2 separate regions of the Gossypium hirsutum genome follow, and region 2 is linked to region 1. A link is a contact called in public Hi-C data. All regions are on one chromosome and are shown on one strand. Each heading gives the region's core, a stretch centred on a gene start, on an enhancer-like site or on the middle of the called end of the contact. The rest is flanking DNA. Distances are from core to core; before and after follow the strand shown. Region 1 holds the start of LOC107917847 (translation initiation factor IF-2, chloroplastic). Region 2 holds the start of LOC107916628.

Region 1 (4,453 bases), core at 974-3,473:
TGACTACTAAGTGAATTTTTTTTATTCAAAAATGTGACACCAACAAAATTAATAAAAAAATTAATGATGTCAACAATTGGACTTGATTTTCAAAATTGAAAAGTAAAGGGACTAAATTCTTAAAAATAAAAAGTACAAAGACTAAATTACAAATCTGTGAAGTGCACATAGACTTATGGCATATTTTAACCTTTATACTACAAAACATTTATTATTAATATATTTATAATTGTAATAAATATTTATTATTAAAATATTAATATTGAATATTTTTAATAATATGTGAATCATATTATTTAAAACTATTATTTTTAAAATTTATTATTAAAATAAAATTGAAATATTAGATAATTTATTAAAATAATAAATTATATTTATTATATTAATAATTTACTGTATGACTAAATATAAATAATTAAATATGTATGTTTAATAATATTTTAATATTTTTAAAAAAATAAAATTTATTATCAATATAATAATATTAAGCTTGATTTAAGTTAATTTTTATATAAAAATAAAACTATCCATAGATGAGTTCTTTTCCGACAAATGACTTACACTCCCTAAAATGATAAGTTATTTTTACAGAAAAAATGGCTTATTTTACTCTTTTACTTGTAAACAAATGAACCTAATATATAGAACAATGATTTAATAATTATTTAAGTTCTTTGAATAATTGTTAATTAAGTTTTTAAGTATTTTTTAAATTAAAATTCAATTTATAATTTAATTCTTAAACTTTGATTAACTATTTTCTCAATTAAATTATTTTATCTATCTTTAATATATTTTTATAATAATTTTGTAAATATTCCTTTTGACCTTTACAGACCCAGTTTCTAGAAAAGAAGATTAGAGACAGCAAAGGATTCAAAATCAATTGAGATGGACCGAAATTCCGTTTTCTCGAGAAAACAAAAGCAAGAAATTCCCAAATTTATTTTTATGGTGTGCTAATGTAAGATTTTTTTAGGGTAATTTATAAAAATAGTCACTTTTTTTGTCTCAGGTTATATTTTAGTGTTTGAAATGTTACGTTTTAGTCACTTATATTATTATTTTGTTACGAAGTGATCACTCTACCGTCAAGTTCTGTTATCTCTCTAACGGTAATCCTACGTGGCAGTCCAACTAGATTTTAGGTGCCAACTTGGATTTCTAGATGAAAATAGATTTTTAATTAAAAAATTTAATTAATTAAAATTTTTAAACCTAAACCTTAACTAAAAAAACTGTTCATCTCATCTTTTTTATTTTTCTTTCGTCTCTTCTTTTTCAATGATTTTTTTATTTGACTGGAAAAATTATTATTAAGTTCAAAATAGTTGAAATCAAATTGACTGCTTCATAAATATGGATTCAATGGAAGGTTCAGGCATGTCTTCTTTGTATTCCTCTATCTCTTTTATTCAATACTGAAAAACAAAAGAATAGATTTTTTTTTGTTTAATAAAAACCCTAAATTAAAATTTTTGAAGACATTCAAGTGGATTACCAAAAAATCTAAGAATTTTTAACTCAATCGTAGCCCTGCCATCCAACTGGAGAAAAACATTAGACAAGAGAAAAATACCATACATTTTCAAGCTTAAACATTGATTTCACTATCAATAAAGTGACATGAAGTCAAGAAGAAACTGATTTTTAATTTCATTAAACAATATAAAATTCAATCTTTTATTTTTGCAGTATTGAATAAAAGAGATAGAAGAATGCAAAAAAGACATACCTGAACCCTCCATTGAATCCATTGTTATGAAGAGATCAATTTAATTTTAACTATTGTGATCTTAATAATAGTTTTTCCAGTCAAATAATAAAAAATCATTGAAAAAAAGAAAAGACGGAAGAAAAATAAAAAATAGGAGATGAACAGTTTTTAGTTAAGGTATAGGTTTAAAAATTTTAATTAATTAATTTTTTAATTAAAAATCTATTTTCATCCCATTTAGAAATTCAAGTTGGCACCTAAGATCTAGTTGGACTACCACGTAGGATTACCATTAGAGAGATAACGGAACTTAATGATAGAGTGATCACTTCATAACAAAATAATAACATAAGTGACTAAAATATAACATTTCAAACATAAATGACAAAAATGTAAACTGGGTCAAACAAAAGTGACTATTTTTATAGATTATCTTTTTTTTTTATTATATATTTTAAAAAAATAATGCCGGTTATTAGCCTTATCACAAAAAAGGACCCGAGGGAAAATAAATCGACAGGCGGAGAATTAGCCACACATGACATTACCCACAAACATGTCGAGACTCGCAGACCCCAGTTTTTAGCTTTGCTTCTTCCCCATAACCTCCACCTCACAATTTTATCATTTTGCCCAATTCCCCGATAAAAGATAGAGGTAAGCCTTTTACCCTTTTTCTTTTTTTAGTTTTCCTGGGTTTCTTTTTATGTTTCTCCTAATTCAGATGAACCGATTCGCTGTGCTATGGTAATAGTTGTAGGAACAATGCCTTCTTCTTCTTTAGCTTCCCTTGTTAATTTGGGAACCCTTAATGCTACTTTCATTAATTATTTCTCTGAACCTATTTCATCCTCTTACTATTCTTGTGTTAGAAGAGTTTCATTGTCTAAAAGAAGTTTTAGTAGGAAATGTAAATGTAAATACTCTGTGGCACCCACCGATTTTGTTGCTGAGGCAAACAATTCCTCTTCTTATAAAGATAGTGATGCTGAAATTGTTCTTAAACCTGCCCCCAAGCCTGTTTTAAAGTCCGAAGGGGCGAAAAACGATAAGGGTTTGTCTTGGAATGCTGAATTGAGTGAGGGTGAGGATGAGGATAAAGAAGAAAATGAGAGGAATAAAGTGATTGAGTCTTTAGGTGAAGTATTGGAGAAAGCTGAAAAATTGGAAACATCTAATGTAAATGTTAATGTGAATGTGAATAAACCCAAAGCCAGTGGTGATAGTGGTGGTTCGGGTGGTGGCAAAAAGGCTAAGACTTTGAAAAGTGTGTGGAGGAAAGGGGATACTGTTGGGACCGTGCAAAAGGTTGTTAAGGAGTCTCCTAAGGTTAATGATAAAAAAGGAGAGGGGAAGGTGGATTCTCAAGGTGAAAGTGCTGCTGCACCTTTGAGACCTCCCCAACCACCTGTAAGACCTCAACCTAAGTTACAAGCTAAGCCAGCTGTAGCACCTCCACATGTGGTGAAGAAGCCGGTTATCTTGAAAGATGTTGGGGCAGGTCAAAAGTTAGAGTCTAATACAGATGGGAAGAGTAAAGAAAGAAAGCCTATTCTGATTGATAAATTTGCGTCGAAGAAGCCTGTGGTTGACCCTGTCATAGCTCAAGCTGTATTATCTCCTACAAAGCCAGGGAAGGGCCCTGCCCCTGGAAAGTTCAAGGATGATTATCGGAAGAAAAATGTTTCTGCTGGAGGTCCTAGGAGGCGCATTATTAGTGATGATGATCTTGAAATTCCTGATGAGGAGACATCAGAGTTGAACGTGTCAATACCTGGTGCTGCCACCTCAAGGAAAGGGCGGAAATGGAGTAAAGCTAGAAGGAAGGCAGCTAGAATCCAGGCTGCGAAAGAGGCAGCACCTGTTAAAGTGGAAATTTTGGAAGTTGGAGAAAAAGGCATGTCAGTAGAGGAGTTAGCATACAATTTGGCTATTGGTGAGGGGGAAATTCTTGGATATTTGTACTCCAAGGGGATTAAACCAGATGGAGTGCAAACTATGGACAAAGACATGGTAAAAATGGTGTGTAAGGAGTATGAGGTTGAAGTCATAGATGCTGACCCTGTTAAGGTAGAACAAATGGCAAAAAAGAAGGAAATTTTCGATGAAGTTGACCTAGACAAGCTACAAGACAGACCTCCTGTTCTCACTATAATGGGTCATGTTGACCATGGGAAGGTTAGATGTAACGCTCAGCATATAGAATTCTCCTGGTCTTTTATTTCATTTTGAACTAAAGTAAGAAACTTTTCTTAAACACTAGAACTTACTGATTTGTATTTTGGTTATTTATGCTTTGCAGACAACTCTTCTGGATGTTATTCGAAAGAGCAAGGTGCGTGGAACCTTGATTAGTCCGATGCTTCTTATGTTTTTTTCCATTCGAAATTAAGAGGAACTTTTAGGTCATAGGTTTTACTTGCTCCGGTTGAATTTTTAATTTTTAGTTATTTATTTTTGCTCTTTCATGGTGTTGTGCAAGTGATAAAATGATTCTCTGCATAGAATTATTGATAATTTGGTCAATTGACACTGAAAGCTTTATGCAATTACTAACTAGCAAAACACATTCATTATCAAACTAAAGCCTAATTGCTGGATATCTATAGGTGGCTGCCTCAGAAGCAGGTGGTATAACACAAGGAATTGGAGCATATGAAGTTTTAGTACCAATAGATGGCAAGCCACAACCGTGTGTTTTTCTTGATACTCCTGGACATGAGGTAACATAACCAC
Region 2 (4,453 bases), core at 1,328-3,827, 840 kb before region 1:
TTCATACTATATTATATTTCTATTATATTTTGTCTATTTCTTTTTACAAACATTAAAAAGAATAATTAACGGGTGGTCAATCACATAGTGTGGCATCTTTTCGTAAACAAAATATTAGTATTAAATGCATACACATGTTTAAAAAATATAAGATCTAAAAAACATATAAATTATAAAAAAAATTCAATAATAACAAATTAGTTGAAATTAATAGTATTATTGCAAAATGTAAAAAAAACCTTTAAAAATATAAAAATGTGTAAAAATTATTTAATATAAAAACTATAAAAATTTATTTAAAATATGAAAAAGTTGTAGAATTATTTAAAATTTTGTGAAAATCGTTTAAGAATTTTAAAATGATTAAAAATTGTAAAAAAATATAATAAAATTTGCATTTTTTTCTTAAAAATAAAAGTTAGAAAATACAAAGTTAGCAAATTATTATGCCAAGATAACCTGGACTAGATTTTTTTTTTTGAAGGTACGACGAGATGATTAATAAAAACATTAAAACAAATCCCATAAACAAACATAATCAACCACAAACTAGAATTTTTGCTTCCATAATGAGTATTTCATTTCAAGAGACATAAAAATGATACACCACACCAAATTTGGGTTTTGGTGACATTTTAAATAGTCAAGAAAACAATCAGACGTTTTTTATTTTCTGTGTTTTTTTATGAAATGTAAAAAGCGTCACGCAATTAACAGTATGGAAAAGCTTTTTGTAATGCTTTAAAGCGTCATGAAAAGTTTCTAAAAATGTAACAAAATTGTGACATTTCCAAGTGTCACGTTTACTAACATAAGCAAAAAACATATTTGTGGCACATACAATCGTTAGGACAAAAGGTCACAAAAGGTTTTCATTCATGTTGTTTATAGAACGTCACAAAGTTTGAGAAAAAACAACTAATTATTTGTCTATTTGTGACATTTGACAAAGGGATTTTTGGTTACTTTTGTTTTTATAATAAAGGTTACTATAGCTATAGAAGCATCACAAAAACTATTAGCTTTCATGACACTTATATCATAAATAATAAGAAACGAAAAGAATAATAAAAAAAAAGAGTTAAATAGTATATTTAGATTATAAATAGGGACTTAACAATATAACTTGCAAATCATGATGCAGCAAATCTAAAATTAGACCATTTAAAATAACATGCGGACCCTAAAAGCAACCATAATAGGTAGCCAATTCTTTAAACTTCCATTTTTTTTAGAAAGTCACATAATGCTGTAATCCATTACTCCATTATGAATGAATTATCATACAATTTGTTGCATTGCATTATGCAATTATGCATATCATAGGTAAGCCCCTAGCGGCGAAGCCAGAACAAATTGTTAGGGGGGCCGAATAAAATTTTGATTTTTTATAGTTTATATCTTTATAATTTGTAATGGATTAAATCAAATTTTTATAATTTTAAGGGGGCTAAAGTGTAATTTTACCTTTACTAATTTAAAATTTTTAAAAAAATTAAGGGTCAAAAGAGTAACTTTACATTTTAGGGGGGCAGGGCCCATGCCAGCCCCCCTGGCTTCTACCCTGTAAGCCCCCCCCCCCAATTACATGCCAACAAGAAGCTTTGCACTCCAGCCACCCCTCCACCTCAAAATTTATATCCGGTATGGTCTAAAAAAATCCCAACTTTAACATTCCAGTACATAAAATAATCCTATAACATATTATAGAATCATATCCGAAAAAATGACACTACTTTCTTATGTTTTCGTTGGTGTTAATAATCATTCATCTAAAATATTTTGCAGTATTCAAATGTTACTATAAAGAAGAATAAAAAACATACAACAAGTATAAATAGAAGCCAATGAAAGAAAATAAGAATTTCCATCTAGATTAAAGAGATAATTATATATTAGGCACTGAGATTTACATGGGCAGTAGGGAGCCATTTACAGATGGGCAAAGATCCAAATTTTGGTGGCACCTAATATCTTCTGTCCTTACGTTGCATTCTGTTATTCTTCCATAATTGAAACTTTCTTTGTTTTCATCCCATTTACTGATGGGCAAGGACCAAATTTTGTATTGTTTAATTTGACGTATGAACTTAAGCTTTAATAATGTGTGAAATACAAATGCTTTATTTTGGGGATATAAATAGGAAATGAAAGTTGATGGGTGTAGTTTTATTGTAGTTTTATTTACTACTCTTTCATTATTTTTACATTATTTTTGGGAACTAAACTTTTTATTATTGTTTCCTTTTTTAATATAATATTTATTAACATTTATGAGGGACTTCATTTTGACTTATGCAATGAAAATTTTAAAAAAATACAATTATTATGCGTTCTAAATTACATATATAATCACTCTATATGTCACCACACTTGTCATATATTATTGTTTGACAAATTTTTTTTTGAAAAATCCGACTAAACTTTATTTATCTTAAAATGAGCAATATAATAGAGGCTTTTGGATCAATGAAAGTGGACCCTAAAAATAAAAGAAAAATTGGCCCAAAAGATAAGATGCCCACACTAAACAAAAAAATCAGAAAAATGAAAGAAACAAAAACCATCTAATCCAAACGTCCAATTCAGTCGGTATCAAAACAGTTGGTGTCCACTAATATCTGATGTTTCAAGTTCCCATGCCAGCCGTTCAAAACGATAGCAATTTCCTAGGAGATTTCATTTCCACGCTGAAGGCAAGTGAAGGCTGCATCCTCCAGGTATGTTTCCTCTCCCTTTCTTAAAGCTTCTGTTGCAAGTTCATGAGCTTGACTATTCTCTGATCTGTGAATAAACTGAAATTGCTTTCTTGGAAAAATTGTTTCTTTCTTTGAATATCTCGGATGTCCACCCCTAGCACTGACTTATCTGTCGTTGTTAAGTTGCATTTTTTTATAACTGTTTTTGAGTCTCCCATTATAATAACTGACTGAAAACCCAGTGAGATCCCTAACTTTACTGCTTGTAATCCTGCATATGCCTCCGCCATGAACGGGGACGATATTGCGGAGTGGAGTACTGATTTTAAGGCAAGAAACTCGTCCATCTCCCCCCCCCCACACCACCAGACCCGAAGTTGATCTTGAATATTTGCTATCAAATGTTGCGTCAAAATAGATAGTTACTGTCGTATTTCTTGTGATCCGTCTTTGACTTCTGTTATCACCTAAAGTAGATGGTTTTTCTTCCGATCCATCTATTTCTGCTATGTAACTGTAAACTTTTTTTGATAATTCTTGTCATGTTGTTATTTTCCCCTCATGAACAAGTTGGTTTTTGGCAATTCATATCACCCATGCAGCACAGCAAAAAAGGCGACACTATTGACTGTTACCTATGGTAAAAACCCAGGTAAGCCAATACCACTGATTTGGAATTGCATTATTTGTGACCCATGAGAGATTAAGATTTTGCCATGTTTCTATTGTTATAGGGCGCTGTCTAAACACATGGTTGCTATCTTCTTCTCCATTTCGACACCGGGGGCATAAGCTATCTGAAGCCACTTTTCTTAGTCTTAAATTCTTTAGGGTAGGGATAAAATTCCATAAAAGACGCTATATAGTGATGGCAACTTTTGATAGGAGGTGTAAATTCCATAATTTCCTATAGAAATTTTTTGTTTCGGTCTGTATTAAATAAGACCTAGGATCCGTAGTTGCCTCTTGTAATAGTTTATAGGCACTTCTGACTGTAAATTTGCCAAAATGTTCTCCTCGCCAGACATGGAAGTTGTTATGTTCTTCTTCCGCCAGGGGAATTTGCAAAATCTTCTATACAGTATTTTCTCGAAAGGTATTTTCAATTAGATCAGCTTTCCACTTTCTTCTTGTTGCTTCAATTAAGTCCAAAACTAACTCAATTCCTATATTGTTGATGTTGTCATTACTTCTATCAATATCTACACCTGGAATCCAATGATCATTCCAAACAGAAATTTGGTCTCCTTTCCTAACTCGTCAACATAAACCATCTTGCACTAGCCCTTTTGCTGCCCAAATACTTTTCCAGGTCAGAAAAGGTAAATTCCCTAGCTGTGCATAGATGAAATCTGACTGTGGATAATATTTAGCTTTTAAGACCTGTGCTAATAATGAATTTGGGAAATTAATAAAGTGCTACCTTGCTTGGCTAATAAGGCAACATTAAATTGATCAAGGCTTTGAAAACCTAAACCACCATTTTCTTTTCCGATACATAGAGCTATCCAAGCACACCAATGAATGTCCCTTTTACCATAACCTTTCTGCCACCAAAACTTCGCAATAATGCTCTCAAGATCATCACATAAAGTCTTGGGAAGTAAAAAATAGGTCATTTTAAACGTAGGAATAGCTTGAAGAATAGCTTTAATGAAAACTTTAATGAAAACTTCTTTCCCACCTTGAGAGAGATGCTGAATACTCCAATTTTCAATTCCCTATTTAAATCTGTCTTTTAAGTTTTGAAATGC

The links. Hi-C and Micro-C count contacts between places; a contact is called where the count stands out from the background.
Region 2: a Hi-C map of leaf shows a contact between it and region 1, with 2.0 times the contacts expected there. The contact joins the promoter of LOC107916628 here to the promoter of LOC107917847 in region 1. A contact is called at or near these places in 2 of 34 Hi-C or Micro-C datasets (both in leaf).

What each region holds. Positions count from the first base shown.
Region 1 is chrA01:15,153,529-15,157,981 of Gossypium_hirsutum_v2.1, reverse strand. It overlaps LOC107917847 (translation initiation factor IF-2, chloroplastic), which reads left to right and starts at 2,223. Exons shown (of 12, transcript XM_016847209.2): 1 at 2,223-3,895; 2 at 4,020-4,052; 3 at 4,327-4,440. The coding sequence starts at 2,462.
Region 2 is chrA01:15,995,130-15,999,582 of Gossypium_hirsutum_v2.1, reverse strand. LOC107916628 reads left to right here and starts at 2,577. Exons shown (of 4, transcript XR_005926399.1): 1 at 2,577-2,720; 2 at 3,302-3,351; 3 at 3,434-3,795; 4 at 3,935-4,453.